Regions from separate parts of the Mus musculus genome. Here regions 1, 3 and 4 are each linked to region 2. Evidence: chromatin contacts called from public Hi-C and HiChIP or PLAC-seq data. All regions are on one chromosome and are shown on one strand. Each heading gives the region's core, a stretch centred on a gene start, on an enhancer-like site or on the middle of the called end of the contact. The rest is flanking DNA. Distances are from core to core; before and after follow the strand shown.

Evidence for each region. A called contact is a pair of places that touch in the nucleus more often than the background predicts. HiChIP or PLAC-seq counts read pairs in DNA pulled down with a chosen protein or histone mark.
Region 1: a contact with region 2 is called in an H3K4me3 HiChIP or PLAC-seq map of bone marrow-derived macrophages, with 3 times the contacts expected there. The contact joins two enhancer-like sites. A contact is called at or near these places in 11 of 484 Hi-C or Micro-C datasets (3T3-L1-derived adipocytes, B cells, CD4 T cells and 7 more) and 3 of 115 datasets of contacts at active chromatin or transcription factors (bone marrow-derived dendritic cells, bone marrow-derived macrophages and regulatory T cells).
Region 3: a contact with region 2 is called in an H3K4me3 HiChIP or PLAC-seq map of bone marrow-derived macrophages, with 3 times the contacts expected there. The contact joins two enhancer-like sites. A contact is called at or near these places in 5 of 484 Hi-C or Micro-C datasets (CD4 T cells, CD8 T cells, Th17 cells and 2 more) and 1 of 115 datasets of contacts at active chromatin or transcription factors (bone marrow-derived macrophages).
Region 4: a contact with region 2 is called in a Hi-C map of bone marrow-derived macrophages, with 21 read pairs. The contact joins two enhancer-like sites. A contact is called at or near these places in 1 of 15 datasets of contacts at CTCF or cohesin (CD8 T cells), 2 of 484 Hi-C or Micro-C datasets (bone marrow-derived macrophages and myeloid progenitors) and 1 of 115 datasets of contacts at active chromatin or transcription factors (bone marrow-derived macrophages).

What each region holds. Positions count from the first base shown.
Region 1 is chr13:117,191,208-117,195,483 of GRCm38.p6, forward strand. No RefSeq gene overlaps it. Among named protein-coding and RNA genes, the nearest start is that of Emb, 27 kb to the right of the region's middle. Within about 2 kb of position 2,409, at least 39 of the 459 cell types and tissues checked have an H3K27ac peak or open chromatin away from gene starts, as enhancers often do. A contact at or near this core is called in bone marrow-derived macrophages, where this site is marked.
Region 2 is chr13:116,946,663-116,951,377 of GRCm38.p6, forward strand. The region is part of intron 3 of Parp8 (poly (ADP-ribose) polymerase family, member 8); the gene reads right to left. Among named protein-coding and RNA genes, the nearest start is that of Parp8, 77 kb to the right of the region's middle. Within about 2 kb of position 3,084, at least 44 of the 459 cell types and tissues checked have an H3K27ac peak or open chromatin away from gene starts, as enhancers often do. A contact at or near this core is called in bone marrow-derived macrophages, where this site is marked.
Region 3 is chr13:117,076,817-117,081,648 of GRCm38.p6, forward strand. It overlaps the pseudogene Gm29767. Among named protein-coding and RNA genes, the nearest start is that of Gm6416, 51 kb to the right of the region's middle. Within about 2 kb of position 2,720, at least 9 of the 459 cell types and tissues checked have an H3K27ac peak or open chromatin away from gene starts, as enhancers often do. A contact at or near this core is called in bone marrow-derived macrophages, where this site is marked.
Region 4 is chr13:117,151,154-117,155,371 of GRCm38.p6, forward strand. No RefSeq gene overlaps it. Among named protein-coding and RNA genes, the nearest start is that of Gm6416, 23 kb to the left of the region's middle. Within about 2 kb of position 1,703, at least 7 of the 459 cell types and tissues checked have an H3K27ac peak or open chromatin away from gene starts, as enhancers often do. A contact at or near this core is called in bone marrow-derived macrophages, where this site is marked.

The DNA.
Region 1 (4,276 bases), core at 1,159-3,658, 240 kb after region 2:
CTCCATAAGATCCAGCTGTGGGGCATTTTCTCAATTAGTGATCAAGGAGGGAGGGCCCCTTGTGGGTGGCACCATCTCTGGGCTGGTAGTCTTGGGTTCTATAAGAGAGCAGGCTGAGCAAGCCAGGGAAGCAAGCCAGTAAGGAACATCCCTCCACGGCCTCTGCATCAGCTCCTGCTTCCTGACCTGCTTGAGTTCCAGTCCTGACTTCCTTTGGTGATGAACAGCAACACGGAAGTGTAAGCCAAATAAACCCTTTCCTCCCCAACTTGTTTCTTGGTGATGATGTTTGTGCAGGAATAGAAACCCTAAGACAAGTAGCAAATAAAAAAGGTACTGTAAACCCAATGAAAGACTACAAGTTAATGGTAAAAACTTGAAACTGAGTTATTTCCTGCGGAGTTCCCTGTGATTTCTGAACAAGGGACCTATGTTATGGTTTGGATCTTAGATAAAATGGACATGTGCTGCTGGATTGCTCTCTATCCTATAGCGGCTTTGAAAGGTGGTAGGCCTTAGGAGCTGGGCGCCAGTGAAAGGAAGCTGGCTTAGCAAAGGCTTGCACAGAGAAGGATACTATGCCCAACACTGCTTCCTATCTTTTTTTCTATTTGCCTCCCAAGCCTCTGTGAAATGAACAGTCCCCTTTGCCCTTGAAACCATCTCATCAGCTCTGTTAAAGTCTTTTCTTTAAAAAACGGGTTAATATTTACTAGTTTAAACAGAAGTATCAACATCTACATTATCTTATAACTGGATATTTAATTAAACTGCTCCATCCATTCTAATGGATGTTTTAAAAATTATAACTGCAGGATGTTCTATAGAGAGAATCCTATAAATAGCAACTAATACTGATTTTTCCCTTCCTCTTCAAACGTTTATTTATCACATTAATGTCTTATTAGAACTTGCAGCATCATTGCACTTAATTAAAATAAAACAAAAGAGAAAACAGAGTAAATCAGGCTGGGTAATTTTGAAAAAAAAATAAATAAAATTTAGTTAAAGAGAAGACTAGGAAAGCACATTTTACAGTCACGTAGACTGAGCAGCTGGAGTCAGATGGGAAAGAAACTCATCCGGCCACCCTGTTACCGCTGTCACTACTGGATGGCAGCCTGGCAGCCTCAGCACTAGCTAAGGACAACACCAACAGTGGGGCCTGTGAACCCAGTGGTTCTCAACCTGTGGGTCATGACCCCCATGTGGTTCATGTATCAGATATCCTGCATATCAGATATTTATAGTAGCAGAATTACAGCGATGAAGTAGCAATGAAACAATTTTATGGGGGAGGGGGGCTCCACAACATGGGAACTGTATTAAAGGTCACGGAATTAGGAAAGCTGAGAAATGCTGCTAGCACTGGATCCCAGGAGGCCAGAGTGGCTCCTGGTCTATCCTCCCTGGGTTAATTCCTGCCTTGGTTTTCCTTCAGCCTGTCTGAATGGCTAGGCCTATGTCATACACAGGCTTATATGACTGCCTGGATTTTTCAACTAATGAGAAACGTGCAAATTAAGCACCAGAGTTTACACGGTGAGCAGACGACAGACCAGAATATTCCGCACTCATCAAAACACACTGACGAGGGCAGCAACAGAAACGGTATGCTGTACATGCTCCGTGCAGTAACAGAAATTCCTACAATAGTATATTGGTAAATATGCTATTTCTCATTGTATCCCCATATATGTATAAATGGGGGTTCTATTTACTTCTAGCCTACCAAGGGTCATTTGGTGGTGTGGTAGCTTTAGTAAAAGATGGATTGAAATCAGAGTAAAGCTCACTGTATGGCCCTTGCCTGGCATGCACCTTGATCCAGGTTGTGTGCCCAGTTCTGCAGGAGAAAGGAGAGAATGCTCCCTTTACATCAAATGCGTTTTCAGCATAGATGTAAAAAGTGAAAAGGCGGTTCGGTAATATAAAATATCAAATGACGTGAACAAGTTTCTTCATGTTGAGTTGTTTCCTTGCATTTCAAATCTTATCTGACTTGATCTTGTTCCTTGTTAACTGGGTTCTCAGTCTGGATGGTACTGGGTCTGTGTGTGTGTGTGTGTGTGTGTGTGTGTGTGTGTGTGCTTTCACAGCTGAGATTTCTAGTGTACACATAAAATCATCATATGTCATACCTTTCTCTTGCTGTTCTGCATGTACACATGTGTGTATGTGTGTGCATGCATGTGTGCACCTGTGTGTGCAGCTGTGTGCGTGCATGTATGTGCGTGTGTGTGCACACACTCTCATGTGCAAGCATCTGTCGCTATTCTCCTCTTCTTCCTCCCCCTTCCCTAATGGTCTTCTCTCTTCCAGTCTTCTGGAGGTGTCACCTCTCCTGTCAGGGCCCTTTGTAATCTAACCTAACACACAACTGTCAATCAAGGGCTTCTCTTTTTTTGTCATAAGTTGTTGAATTCACTTTGCCTTTCCTGTGGTTTGGATCTCCTGCTCACGGCCTCCAACTTCCTCTTACTCAATTTAAAGCCTCTTTTGCCTCAGTGAATCAGCAGGTCAGGTGGATGAGACAGGGTAAAGGCACAGCCATGAGAGACGGAGTCTCCCACCTGCAGCCTGATGGGGGGAACCTGACTCCCTGGAATGTCCTCCTTCATCATCTTGACAATTCCCGCCCCCACGGCATTCCACTTAATTTGATTTACTTTGATTTTGTGGAAGACATTCTCCAGTAGATCCTCAGGGAAAAGATTCTTGAAATATACAGTTTTTTAGATAGTTCTTGATTTAATATGTTTTTATTTGGTCTTCATATTAATAGACATTTCAGTAGGGCCAAGGGAGGAAATATTTTTTTCTTTCAGAATGTTGGAGCCAGGTTTTTTTGTTTGTTTGTTTTTTTGTTTTGTTTGTTTGTTTTTTTTTTTCTGTTTAGAAACTTGGGAGGTGCTGGTCATACCTGACTTAACATACAATAGCTAGAGGCAGGAGGATTGTTGTGACCTCAAGGCCAGCCTGGGTTACATAGTGAGATCTATCCTCGTCTGGTCTACAGAGTTAAGAGTGTCTCAAAAAGCAAATAAGGAGCCAAGCGTAGTGGGACACACCTTTAATACCAGCATCTGGGAGGCAGAGGCAGGTAGATCTGTATAACCTCAAGGCTAGCCTGGTCTACATGCCAAGTTCCAGCACAGCCAGGACTAAGTAGAGAGTCCTTGTCTGAGAAAAAGCAAACAAAGTTGCAGCCATTTTAAATTTCTTATGATGTCACTATCTTTCCTTCCTTCTTTCCTTCCTTCCTTCCTTCCTTCCTTCCTTCCTTCCTTCCTTCCTTCCTTCCTCCCTCCCTCCCTCCCTCCTTCCCTCCCTCCCTCCCTCCCTTCCTTCCTTCCTTCCCTTCCTCCCTTCATCTCTTGCCTTCTCTTTCCCTCCCTCCCTTCCTCTCTCCCTCCCCTCCTCTCTCCCTTCCCTCCTCCCCTCCTTCTGGCGTCTATATTCTTACAGTTTCACAGGATATCAGTGTACACCTGTCTCTCTCCACCTGGTTGGAACCAGGAATATGTCTGCCTACATTTTCTTACCTTTAGTTAATGCTGACATTTCCTCCCTGACTTCCTTTCTCCTTGAGCTTTCTCTGACTCCCTCGGACTTCTGCTCTTTGGATGTGGGGTTCTCAGCCACCGATGCTTTCTCATCTTTTTCTCTCTTCGGAGAGCTTCTTAACCTCATTTTTCTTTTTTTCTTTTTCTTGTTTTTAGAGAAAAAAAAAAATGGGAAGGAGTTTAACTAGGAGAGCCATGTCATTGAGTTAGGCACAGAGGTCAGCCCACAGCAGGAAGCAGCCACATGGCGAGGGGGGCTTTAGATCAGAGTAAGGACTTTAGGTTTCTTTACATATAACCAGTGAGGGTTCTGTTTGCTTGTTTGCTCTGTTTTCTCTTTTCATTTGAGATTCTCTCTCTCTGGTATTTGCTAATCTTTAGTTGTTTTATTATATTTATCTGTTTGTTTGTTTGTTTATGGAGAGAGGGTTTTTCTATGTATCCCTGGCCATCCTGGAACTCATTCTATAGACCAAGCTGCCCTCAAACTCAGAGATTCACCTGCCTCAGTCTCCCGAGTGCTGGGATTAAAGGCGTGCAACACCTCCGCTCAGTTTAGCTGTTTCATTCTTATTCAGGATTATTTAGTGGTGGTTGGAGAGATGTTTCAGCTGTTAGGCATGAGTTTGGTTCCCATCAACCACGTTTGGGGCAGAACAATCCCCGGTAACTCAAGATTCAAAGAATCCGATGTCCTCTTCTGGCATCTG
Region 2 (4,715 bases), core at 1,834-4,333:
CCTATTATACTTTGAAGAGATGCAGTAACGGGACCAACATAATAAAGAAATGCTTTTCCTGGTTGTGTTTAACGTGAGAGCCCAGTTGGCAGCTTCTATTCCTCACTTCTGGACCACAGGTCAACACTTAGGCTTTTAAGAGATCGTCCTCTGGGCGGGGCTGAATTTGAAAGCACCTAAGAGGGTGGATGCTACTATAATTAACCTCATTGCTTTGAGGAGTGGAGTCTCATTCTTTCCTTTATCACATCTGCAGTCACATACAAGAGTCAACAGAATATGTGAATGGAGATGAAAAAGAAGCAGATGCGAATTCATCAAGAGATAAATGCCAGCCAGGTATAGAAGCACACTCCTTTAATCCCGCCCTCAGGAGGCAGAGGATGGCGTGTCTCTGTGAGTTTGAGGCCAGCCTGGTGGCCTGTGAGATACAGAACAGCCAGGGTTTGAGACCTTGTCAACAGACAGACAGACAGACAGACAGACAGACAGACAAAGATATTCCAGTGCTGAAGTACACTTATGAAGTAGAGTGTCTGCCCTGGGTGCCCTGGGTGCTGAAGGCTCTAGGTTCAATTCCCATACCAAAATAAAAGGGAGAATCAGTACTGTTCACACAAGATGCAAACACTAGATAGAATAGGCCATCACCCAAACTTAACATTTATAATAAACTAGTTATATGATTATTTCTATATTTTGCCCTCAAAAAGTAATCTCTAGGCTTTTCTCTGTTGTACAGTGTGCAACCAAAACAAATTTAATATTCAAGTGATGAACATTCACTCAGATTTACAGGCCTTTCAGTGTTTTATATCTGAACCTCCAAGTGGTCATAAAAGCACTAAAGCTGCTGCATACACAACATACCGAGGGTTAAGGACTGAACAGAAGAGAATAATTCTATCCCTGAAGTCAAGCTATTGCATGGCAGGAAAAAAAATCGGGGGAAATACTATCAACGCCCAAGAGAGATAAACATCAGGGGTAGCATTATACCTTATGAGCAAATCCCTCAAAGAATTACAAGCACATAAAGTGAGTCTGTGGCAAGTTCACGTCGTATAGAGTATCAAAACTGCAGGCCCTACAGCATGCTGCCTACCAGTCTCGCCCTCGTCTCACATCACTGCTCTGAATTCTCTGGATAACCCAGCCGGAACAAAACAAACCAAAGAGAGCCAGTGCTGGAAAGATGGCTTAGCAGTTAACAGCAAGTACTGCTCTTGCAGTTGACCCAGATTTGGATCCCAGCCCATAATATTCTGTGATTCTAGTTCTGGAAGATCCAATGATTTCTTCGTCCTCTACAGGCTCCAGACGTGCATGCCATAGACACACACATGTGCAGATGAAATATTTATGTACATAAAAAGATAAGCAAACATAAAAGGCCCGATCTTTTCAAGTGGTCTTAACTTTTTATTTATTATTACTGAGTGTATATAATGAGTGTGTGAGGCTTCCCAAGGCAATGCAATGCAAGCCAAGGATCAACTGTGGGAAGTCAGTTCTCTCTTTCCAACTTTATATGGGTTCCAGTAATCAAATGCAGGTCTCAGATTGCCAGTCACACTTTCCAGGCAAGAGTTCTGCTGCTGAGCTGAGTTGGGTTGTGTGGGTTTGGGGTTTTGTTGGTTGGTTTCTTCCTAGGCTAGACCCAGTTCTTGAGCATGCCATGTCCCTGTCTGGAATTTTCTCTGTGTTTTGCCTCCTTGACATTACTTTTGCCTCTGAGATCTTGGCTCAAATGTGACGTTTTCACAAATGCTTTCTTATCTCTCCCCAGGCTTGTGGATCTCAGCCAGAGCAGCCACCGTTGGAAATTACACACCCATTTGCAAGACTCACGCCCACCTGCTTCTCCCATAGGTCTATGAATGCAGAAGCCCCTACATTCTTCTTGGTAATTAATAGTGATGCACATTGTCGTTTTGTCTTTAAACAGCCGAGTTTCTGTCTTTAGTATTTTTACAATGATTTAGTTCCATGCAAAAGTCTACAGTATATTTAAGTAGAAGAATGTCACTCACTTACCATGGAGAATACTATATTTGTGCGATTAGTGTTTATTTATAACCTACAAATCCTTTTGTCTTTCAATGATAAATAAACACATTCAAAATGACTTTACAAATAATAACAATCATTCAAAACTTGAAGACCACACCACACATAAAGACAAAGGATGGCCTGTATTAAGCTTGTATTGAGCTTGAACTGTGCTCTATATAAGTGAGTTAGACTGCCTGCTGCTTATTTGGTTAGGAGATACCATCTCCTGCTGAGTGCTGTCTGCAGGTTACACGGAGGATGATATGCAGAGGAAGGCTGCTTGTGTGATGAGACTCCATCAGTGAAAATGACTTCTCCACTCCCTGCCCTGCCTCACATTAAAGACCGAAAAGAAACAAAATTCCATAGGCACAGATAACACCAGGTCTCCTCAAAATCTCTCCACTGCTTTCCCTCCCCAGCTTCTCTTTAAAGATTGTATGAAAAAAAATTCCCCTCATGAGGTAGGAGAGGAAAGCTCACTGAACAAGCCAATCAGCAACAGATCCCAAGAGCTGACAATGCCGCCGAAGAAAAAGCACCCGGGTTTGATCCTCAGCACGTGCTATACCTAGATGTGGTAGCACACTCGGGAGGTATGGAAAGAAGGGTCACAAGTTCAAAGTCATGCTGTATTGCATGGTGGCTTGAAGCCAGTCAGGGCTATATAATTCTCTTTCTCAAACAAATGGACAAACCACCACCCCAAACAAGAACAACAAAGTAAGATGGCAGATAAAACTGCTTTCTGTTCAAGCCTGACAACTTACGTTCTATCTCTTGAACCTATGTAAAGACAGGAGAGACCAACATACAAAGTGTCCTCTGTACACACACACACACACACACACACACACACGCTTTAAATTCAAAACATAAAACAAAAGCATATTACACCTCTTTGCTAACAGGGTTCCCAAAGGCTTTTGTTCCGTGCTTCAGGGTGGCTAGTCCAGAGCACAGCTTGGACTTTTAGAAAATGATTATGCAAGAAATAACTCACTCATTCGTCCTGCATGGGAATGAGGAAGTTCTGTATCTGCTAGAGCCTTAGGACACCCACAAGCAAGCTAATCCATGGATACATTGGCTACATGCATGAGTGCACACGGGGGCTGTTGTGTGTGTGGGGGGGGGGGGGGACAGAGACTGTAGAAAAGTTCACAGACAGAGAAAGATCCCTCATCAACTTTCATTCTAAATGTTTAACTCATGAACCATGACTTTCTTTTCATTGTGTTAAGCTAGCAGGAAATATTTTTGTTTGCCAAACTGAAACCATCTGAATTTTACAGACATATTTTTTTAAATATGTCTAATTTTTAGTATCCTAATTTGCATTGAATACTAACTATATTTTCATGCTATGCCTAATGCCTACTGAATCTGACATGTAGAATATAGTAACGAGTTAATTTTTCTTCTAATCATTTTGTACTTTAATGTTTAAGGCATTTTATTAGATATTTTCTTCATTTACATTTCAAATGCTATCCCCAAATCCCCCTATACCCTCCCCGCCTACCCTGCTCCCCAAGCCACCCACTCCTGATTCCTGGCCTTGGCATTCCCCTGTACTGGGGCATATGATCTTCGTAATACCAAGGGCCTCAATTTAGAGTTTCAAGTGATACAATTCCGAACTTTTACAGAAGAACTTCAAAAAAAGTGTAAGTAGATAGATTACAAGGAAAAAAAATGCAGGACCACAAATGTCTGTCTCTCTGAGTCAGTCTTCCAGACCTGTGTGTGTTGAGCTGGTATTAGATAGCCACAGACTCCTCAACACTACTCTTGCTTCCTTCTGGAATGCAGTCTTTGATATCAGGTTAAGACATCAACCCGACGGGGCGAGCTGCAGCTCTCAGTCTCTAGATCAGTTATCAGTAGGTAGGCGGGGAGGGTATCTTACTAAAATCAAGTATGCTTTTACTGTTCACTAAGCTTTGGAAACAATGTTTTATTCTCACAAGACTAAATCGAAAGGTACAATTACACTGACATATTTTGATCATGAAGTTAATTGATGAGCATTCAATTAATGAATACAATTTATTCTTAAGCAAGTGACTATGCAATGCCTCAAATCCATAAACAACCAAGACAGGAAGCTGTGTGGTTCTAGGAAGGGAGAGGCAAGTTCTGACAATACTCTGACTCTGACAACAGTCTGGACGTGCATCTCAGTGGGACACTGGCATGTAGGCTTCTCTTCGTAAGAAGCAGAAAATACACTGTTGATCTCAGAGCCAAGGAAAGGAGGACAACACGGAACAGAATTAACTGGTGCGGGACATCTAGTTGTGGAGATCCCTTTAGATATTGCTGCTGCTTGGGTACTGTTTTCCAAAGTATAGCTGAAAGAGCCTATATAACTTCTTTCAAGCTATTTCTAAGTTCTGTGGACACAGCTTTTACATGCTACTGTGAAACCTTTTGAAACATCTGATTTTTGCTGATCACTTGAGTCACAAACTCCTCATGATGGTTTTTGCTTCTTGTTCAACATTGTGAATTTCATTGGCTCAACCGGGATGAGCTTTCCCATCCTATAAGGATATGTTGACTTTATAATTAATGTTACCTTATACCCTTACCCTTCAATTTGCTTGAAGATAATTTTCAATTAATTGGGAATGAAAAGCAATTATTAAGAAGTA
Region 3 (4,832 bases), core at 1,470-3,969, 130 kb after region 2:
ATTTAGTTTTGCTTTCCTTTGCGTTGCTTTTGAAGACAGGGTATCTCTGTGTAGCTCTAGGTATCTCAGAATTCTGTAGACGAGGTTAGCCTCACAGAGATCTGTCTGTCTCTGCCTCTTGAATGCTGAGTCTAAAGATGTTTGCCACCACAACCAGGCCAATTATTATACTTTTAATTTTCTATCCAGAGAAATAATGTAAAAAATAATATGTATATCTTCACCAGAACTAAGTAGATTTTAGAATGTGAATCCTTAGACCTTACCTGTTCAATCATATACCAAGTGTGTGCTCAGGTGTGTATACTTTGGTCTTCCAAATGATTGAGCTCTAACTTTAATGAGTGTTTGCATATATAATTTTATATTTTAAAATATGATTCTTTCAAAATTAGAGAATAATTGTGGGTAATTCTATTTATTGCAGGTTACGATCTATGAAAATCAGAAGTTAACATGGGAACATCGAGTTTGCAAATTTATTTATATGTTAACTTGATATTACTGAGTTAAAATGAAAAGGGACTCTTGAAAGTTTCCATGCAGTTTGGGGACTAACATTGGTATTTGGGTTTTATACTAGACTATGCTCCACACAAATAGTAAAGAGTTACTTCTCAATGATGGAAGTTTTTTACTTATTCAGAATTCTGAATTTTTGTTTAGGGAAAGCAATTTCGGTTAGTAACAGTGGAAGAGGGTGGCAGGATGGAAGAGAGAATCAATTGTCAGTGTTCTTTAGTTCTTCTCAGTACCTCCACAGGTCTTTTAAGAAAACCTCCCTTTCAACCATCCTTGGTCTATTTCCCATGATCACCCTGGTCATTACCACTTGCTGCTGTGCTGATCTTGTGCTTCCTCCAAGAACATTCATTTGCTCAGATTTATAAAAACTGGTTGGTTATTTGAGATGTTTTGGTCTCCTTTTTTGAGACAGCTTCCCTCTCTTGCCTAGGCTAGCTTGGAACTCATTTTGTAGTCCAGGCTGTCTAGGAATTTGTGGCAATCCTCCTGCCCCAGTCTTCCAAGTGCTGAGATTACAGATGTCTACTACCATGGCTGATTTTGGTAGTTTTAAAAAATGTGTTTCCTAACCTCTAGGCTTGACACCTTAGAAAAGAAATCTGAACAATGATAATCTCAATTTGGTGTCTAACTAAATATCTAGTTATGTTTTTAGAAACCTTGGGCAGATACAGAGGAGTATGAAGCTACAGGTATAGTTAATATTTAACATCTACTTTGGCTTCTTGTGTTTTGTATAGCCTTGTCTGAGATCAGGGATAAATCTGAGCTGATTTCTTACACACTAAATTGTTGCCATCTGGGGAATATTAATAGTAGTTTCCCAAGTACTGTTAGAAATCCTTTCAAGATGTATGTAAAATGAAAACATAGCCTAGCACTATGGCTTGCATTTATAAACCTAGAATTTGAGCAACTGAGGAAGGAAAGAGGCTGTTGAGTTTAAGACAACCTTACCCTACATAAAAGCATCTAGGTTAGTAAGAGCTACATTCTGAGATACCATGTTAAAATATAGAAAGAAAGAAAGAAAGAAAGAAAGAAAGAAAGAAAGAAAGAAAGAAGAGAGAGAGAGGAAGGAAGGAAGGAAGGAAGGAAAGAAAGGAAGGAAAGAAAGGAAGGAAAGAAAGAAAGGAAGGAAGGAAGGAAGAAAGGAAGGAAGGAAGGGAGAGGGAGAGAGAGAAAGAGAGAGAAAGAGAAAGAGAAATGAATACATAAGCATCTAATTATAGACTGAGGTGGTTTGAATAGGAATGGCCCTCATAGACTCATGGGTTTGAATGCTTAGGAGTGGTAGTGTTAGGAGGTATGGCCTTGTTCAAGTAAGTTTGGCCTTGCCAGAGGAAGTATGTCACTGAGGGGGTGGGCTTTGAGGTCTTGGAAACTCAAGAGTTCTCTTCTTGCTGCCTGTGAATCAAGATGTGGAATGTTCAGCTCCATGTACACCATGTCTGCCTGCACGCTGCCATGCTTTTTGCCATGAAGATAATGGACGAAACCTCTGAAAGTGTAAGTCAGCACCAACTAAATGATTTCCTTTGTGAGAGTTGTGGTGGTCATGGTTTCTCTTCACAGCAATAAAACCCTATGGCATTGAAATTCATCTTTGTAATATAATAGTGAGATTTCCGTGAAAGTTAAGTTCACCCAATCAGAAGTAAATCATGCTTAAAATAACACAAGCATTTTGTGTCATTGTTGACCGTTCTAATGTGCTCTTCCTATTCTAGTTGGAAATAATTGTGCAAAGAATGTAGTATTATATTTAACATGGATATAGAGAATTCCTTTGTAACCTACATACAACTAAGTACTAGTTGTAAACTGATTTGACACAACAGAGATTATTTTCTGCCCTTGGCTAGAAAAATAATACATTTGAAAGTCAAAAAAATTGTTTCCTAGATTCTGAAGAGCAACAAGGAATGTTGTTGTGTTGATTGGGATTTGTTTGGAGAATATACTAAGGCTTTGACAGTTTAGTCTGATATTTATGAAATGTAATTTGCCACCTATTAAAAATTCATTCTTTGTAATAAGTAGTTTTCAGAAATGTCTTGCTTTCCTGCCTGCAGCAAGCAGCATCATTTTCTGGTCTCGGTGAGAATTTCAATAGAACATAATTCTTACACACAGAGTAGAGGATGAGTCACCCAGAGCCTGACATGAAATCTCTGCACAGCAACTTCCTTCTCAATGAAAGGGTTTCTGGTCCTTTCTCTATTGTGAAGAATATTGGCTGTTACAGTCAGACAGCCTGCTACCTCCATGGGGACAAAAGGAAGAGGCTGTGGATCTCCTCTGCTCCTGGGATAATTGGCTTGTATCCACAGTTGTCTGGCCACATTTTGTTGTTCACTGTCATATACACTTTCACCTGCTGGTTGTCTCCAGGAACCTGCATATCAGAATAGCTATTATAAATAAAAACACATTTACCTGCAAGTTTTCAACTAATTGATGATAGAAAAACCCAGAAACTCAAACCCTGGAGAGTAGCCAACCAGTCTTGGCTGTAAATGCTAACTCTTCCTGTTTAAAACTTACTGGAAGCAGAATCTGGCCTACTAACAACCTGAAGTCTAGGGCGACAGAGGCATTGACTTAATTCTGCATTTTACAGAATACTCTCAAATTTCCTATGTGATCATGAGCTTCATGGACCAGATGATTCATGGAGCCCGGCTCCAGAGAAAATTGGGTATAGCAGCTGTATGGGTTGCTTTTCTGTTGCTGTGATTAGCTATCCTGACATAAAGCAAGTTAGGACGGAAAAGAATTTATTTTGACTTAAAGAAGGACAGAACCCATAGTCAGGGAAGGCAAGGCAGCTGGACCATAAGCCCTGCCTGGCAGACTGCAAGTAGAGAGATTACATTTCTTCCACACACAAAAACAAAACAAAACAAAAAACAAACACAAACAAACAAATAACAACAATCAAAAAACAAAACAAAACAAAACAAAGGGAGAGACTGGAAGAGAAGCCAGGCTCTACAACCATAAAGCTACCTCCAGTAACACACTTTTCGAGCAAGGCTGTACCTCCTAAAGGTCTAACCTTCCCAAACAGTGCCATCAGCTGGTGACCAAGGATTCAAATACATGAGTGAAGGCTTGGTTCCAGATTCCTGTCCCTGAGGAAAATGTCCTTTCTCAGAAAGGAACTTAACACCACTGGGACAGAGAGAGGTAAAAATCACACCTGGAGGTACATAGATGCTTCACACCTACAGCCCATACCTCTGACACAGAGTTTGTTTGATATTTCCTTTGCGAGATTTAACACTCAAAACTCAACACGGTATTCATAAGGAAAATTGGTCTGAAGTTCTCTTTCTTTGTTTGATCTTTGTGTGGTTTAGATATCAGAGTAATTATGGCTTCATAGAATGAATTAGGTAGAGTACCTTCTGTTTCTATGTTGTGGAATAGTTTGAGGAGTGTTGGAATTAGGTCTTTGAAGATCTGATAGAACTCTGCACTAAACCCCTCTGGTCCTGGTCCTTTTTTTTTTTTTGGCTAGGAGAATATTAATGACTTATTTATAATAGCCAGAAGCTGGAAAGAAGTCAGATGTCCCTCAACAGAAGAATAGATACATAAAATGTGTTACATTTACACAGAGGAATACTACTCAGCTATTAAAAACAATGAATTTATGAAATTCTTAGGCAAATGGATGTATCTGGAGGATATCATCCTGAGTGAGGTAACCCAATCACAAAAGAACTCATTTGATATGCACTCACTGATAAGTGGATATTAGCCCAGAAACTTAGAATACCCAAGATACAATTTGCAAAACACAAGAAAATCAAAAAGGAAGACCAATGCATGGATACTTCGTTCCTTCTTAGAACAGGGAACAAAATACCCATGGAAGGAGTTACAGAGACAAAGTTTGGAGCTTAGACGAAAGGATGGACCATCTAGAGACTGCCCCACCCAGGGATCCATCCCATAATCAGCCACCAAACGCAGACACTATTGCATATGCCAGCAAGATTTTGCTGAAGGGACCCTGATATAGCTATCTCTTCTGAGGCTAGGACAGTGCCTGGCAAATACAGAAGTGGATGTTCACAGTCATCTATTGGATGGAACACAGGGCCCCCAATGGAGGAGCTAGAGAAAGTACCCAAGGAGATGAAGGGGTCTACAACCCTATAGGTGGAACAACAATATGAACTACCCAGTACCCCCAGAGCTCGTGTCTCTAGCTGCATATCTAGCTGCATATGTAGCAGAAGATTGCCTAGTAGGCCACCATTGGGAAGAGAGGTTCCTTGGTCTTGCAAACTTTA
Region 4 (4,218 bases), core at 453-2,952, 200 kb after region 2:
AAGACCAAAGTGTGGATACTTTGCCCCTTCTTAGAATTGGGAACAAAACACCCATGGATCGAGTTACAGAGACAAAGTTTGGAGCTGAGACGAAAGGACAGACCATCTAGAGACTGCCATATCTGGGGATCCATCCCATCATCAGCCTCCAAATGCTGACACCATTGCATACACTAGCAAGATTTTGCTGAAAGGACCCAGATATAGCTGTCTCTTGTGAGACTAATCTGGGGCCTAGCAAACACAGAAGTGGATGCTCACAGTTAACTATTGGATGGATCACAGGGCCCCTAATGCAGGAGCTAGAGAAAGTACCCAAGGAGCTAAAGGGATCTGCAACCCTATAGGTGGAACAACAATATGAACTAACCAGTACCCCCCGGAGCTCGTGTCTCTAGCTGCATATGTATCAGAAGATGGCCTAGTTGTCCATCAGTGGAAAGGCCCATTGGTCGTGCAAACTTTATATGCCTCAGTGTAGGGGAACAACAGGCCCAAGAAGTGGGAGTGTGTTGGTAGGGGAATAGGTGGGGGAGGGTATGAGGGACTTTTGGGATAGCACTGGAAATGTAAATGAAGAAAATACCTAATTTAAAAAAAAAAAAATATATATATATATATATATATATATATATATATATATATATATGAGGTGATGCCAGTTCCATAAGTGCAGCTACCTCCTTTGCTGTTTTAAATTTAGCTTGCCAAAAGAAGAGGGTAGCTTTCACACTTTGATGTGTGACTCACCCTGCCCACCACCACAAAAGAATAATAATAATTAACACACACACACAAAAAAAAAAAAAAAAAAAAAAACAAAAAAAAAAAAACAGTTAGCCAGGGGTGGTGGCACACTCCTTTAATCCCAGCACTTGGGAGGCAGAGGCAGGTGAATTTCTGAGTTCAAGGCCAGCCTGGTCTACAGAGTGAGCCCAAGACAGCCAGGGCCATATGGAGAAACCCTGTCTCAAACAAAACAAAACAAAACAAAACAAAACAAAACAAAACAAAACAAAACAAAACAACAACAGCAACAAAACCCACTTAAATATATACTCAAATATGTAAGCTTAAGTGCTTCAGAATATATATATATGGATATAATATATAGGGAAAAGGTCCAAACAAATTACAAATGTGGTCTATTCATCTCCATGTGTGGCCAGGTTAGGCACAGAACAAGGATGGAAGATCGATGTGTAGGTTTGCTGCTGGCTGCTGGCTGCTGGCTGCTGGCTGCTGGCTGCTGGCTGCTGGCTGCTGGCTGCTGGCTGCTGGCTGCTGGCTGCTGGCTGCTGGCTGCTGGCTGCTGGCTGCTGGCTGCTGGCTGCTGGCTGCTGGCTGCTGGCTGCTGGCTGCTGGCATTACTTTTTCTTTGTTCCCTTTGGCTGACCTAAACTTTTGTAACAAAGTATTTTGACTTTGTTACTTACCTTTCACTAGATGGTGAAATGCACCTTCCTTCTCTCTTCCCAACACTGTCTCTTAAATCCTTTGTTCTGCCCGAAAGCATGTGAAGGTGTGCTGTCCGCATGTGAAGGTGTGCTGTCCGGGTGAGCCAGCTCCCTTCCCAAGCCTATTGATTTTGCAGAAGTCTCGTGCTATGCTCACACACTGGTTCACTAAAGAATCCGTATTAATCATTTAAAGCAGTGATTCTCAGTCTCCCTCTTGCTGCTGTGGCCCTTGGATGCAGTTCCTCATGTGGTGGTGACACCCAAGCATAAAATTATTTTTGTTGCTACTTCCCACTTGTAACTCTGCTGCTGTTATGAATCACGATGTAAATACCCGGTTTCCTATGGTCTTAGGTGGCCCCTGTGTTAGGGTTGATTGACCCCCTAAAGAAGTCAGGTCCCACAGACTGAGAACCACCAATTTAAAGAGCCTGGCTTCTGGACCCTATTGTGCTCCCAATGCTTGAGCTATTTCTCCCACTCACTCAGTTAGTTTTATTCTTTCCCCATAGCATTTCAAGCCTATTCCAGACACTGAGCCATTTCCTTTCTGCCTGTCTTAGTTAGGGTTTTATTGCTATGAAGAGATACCTTGACCAAGGTCACTCCTATACATAAAACATTTCATTGAAGTTGGCTTACAGTTTCAGAGGTTCATCATGGCAGGAAGCTTGGCAGTGTCCAGGCAGACATGGTGCTGAAGGAGCCTAGAATTCTACCTTTTGATCCAAAGGCAGCCCAGAGGAGTCTATCATCTGCACTGGGTGGAGCCTGAGCATAGGAGGGTACTTGAAAGCCCAACCCACAGTGACACACTTCCTCCAACAAGGCCACACCTGGGGCCTAGCAAACACAGAAGTGGATGATCACAGTCAGCTATTGGATGGGTCACACGGCCCCTAATGGAGGAGCTAGAGAAAGTACCCAAGGAGCTAAAGGGAACTGCAACCCTATAGATGGAACAACAATATGAACTAACCAGTACCCGGGAGCTCTTGACTCTAGCTGCATATGTATCAAAAGATGGCCTAGTTGGCCATCACTGGAAAGAGAGGCCCACTGGACTTGCAAACTGTATATGCCCCAGTACAGGGGAAAGCCAGGACCAAAAAGGGGAAGTGGGTGGGTAGGGAGTTGGGGGGTTGAGTATGGGGGACCTTTGGGATAGCATTGAAAATGTAAACGAGGAAAATACCTAATTAAAAAAAAAGAAAGAAAGAAATGTACTGGAGGTGCTCAAACCTTTGCATAAGAAATGCAATATTTAAATCCCCTGCTTTTTGTAACTCACTTTAGGTTTCTAGGTTTAATTCACTTCTGAATGGAATATATTCTGTACTAAGTCTTTGAGACCTGTCTCTGTGTGATAAAACTGTAACTTTTGTTTGTCAGAACATACCTTTGTGCAGACATGTGCATGAATTGTACATAATAAAACCAAGAATTTTGACTTTCTGGACACACACAAAAAAAACAAAAACAAACAAACAAACAAACAAACAAAAAAACAAGGCCACACCTGTTTCAACAAGGACATGCCTCCTAATAGAGACACTTTCCATGGGCCATACCTATTCAAACCACCGTAATGCCCATACATGGCTCATGAAGGTTTGTCTCTAGGTTACCTTTGCTCTCAGATCACCAATACAGAAGTATCAACTTGTACTTTCTTATTCACATAAAGTAACAGCCCCTGTCCTCCTTTCCTCCTCTCTCCCTTTCTCCCCTCCTCCTCCAATCTCTCCTTTCTGCTCCCATTCTTTATGGTGCTGGATTAAGCCCAGAGCCTTGTATGTGTGAGGCAAACTTTCAGCTTCCTGAGCGGAATTTGCATCCTATTAAATGCTCATTTTTTGTTTTGTTTTGTTTTTTGTTTGTTTGTTTGTTTGTTTTTTCAAAACAGGGTTTCTCTGTGTAGCCCTGGCTGTCCTGGAACTCACTCTGTAGACCAGGCTGGCCTCAAACTCAGAAATCTGCCTGCCTCTGCCTCCCAAGTGCTGGGATCAAAGGGGTGCACCACCACTGCCTGGCTTAAATGCTCACTTTCATTATTACATTTGTGTGTGTGTGTGTGTGTGTGCACGCGCACTCGCGTGCGTCTGTGTCCTTGTATGTGTGGGCACACACATGAATACATGTGCTCTGTGAGTTTATGTGTATGGGGTATTCACATGCCACCATGCACATGTGGAAGTCAGAGCACAATTTGAGAAAGTCAGTTCCCTCTATGCACCATTTAGTTCCTCGTATCTCCCAACTTAGGGTCAAATGCCTTTATCTACTGACCCATCTCACAGGCCCTGAAACTTTCTGGTTATTTTAAAGCATATTTTAAATTCTTGAAGAATAGAAGCAACATTCTATCTATTTTGCATTTTCTCTATTTCTTTAAACTGTACAGAGAACATGAATGACTATTTTATTTCTTCCAGCTCTAATAGAGTTGGAATAAATGAGGTTTTTGTTTGCTTGCTTGCTTCTGTTCAGCTCTGTACGTCCTGGAACTTGCTCTGTAGACCAGTGTGTCCTTGAACTCACAGAGATCCACCTGCTTCTGCCTCCAGAGTACTGGGATTAAAGTTGTGTACCATCACTGCCTGATTTTTTTATGTTTATTTTCTTTTAAGGGCAAAGAGAAACAAAACAGAGAGTTAACCAGTAAAAACTTAGCATTCTCTTACATTTATGATGACTACAAGTCTCCTAAATTACCGGACTTAAGTTTTTAAATGTATAAGAATGGGGCTGGGGGTGA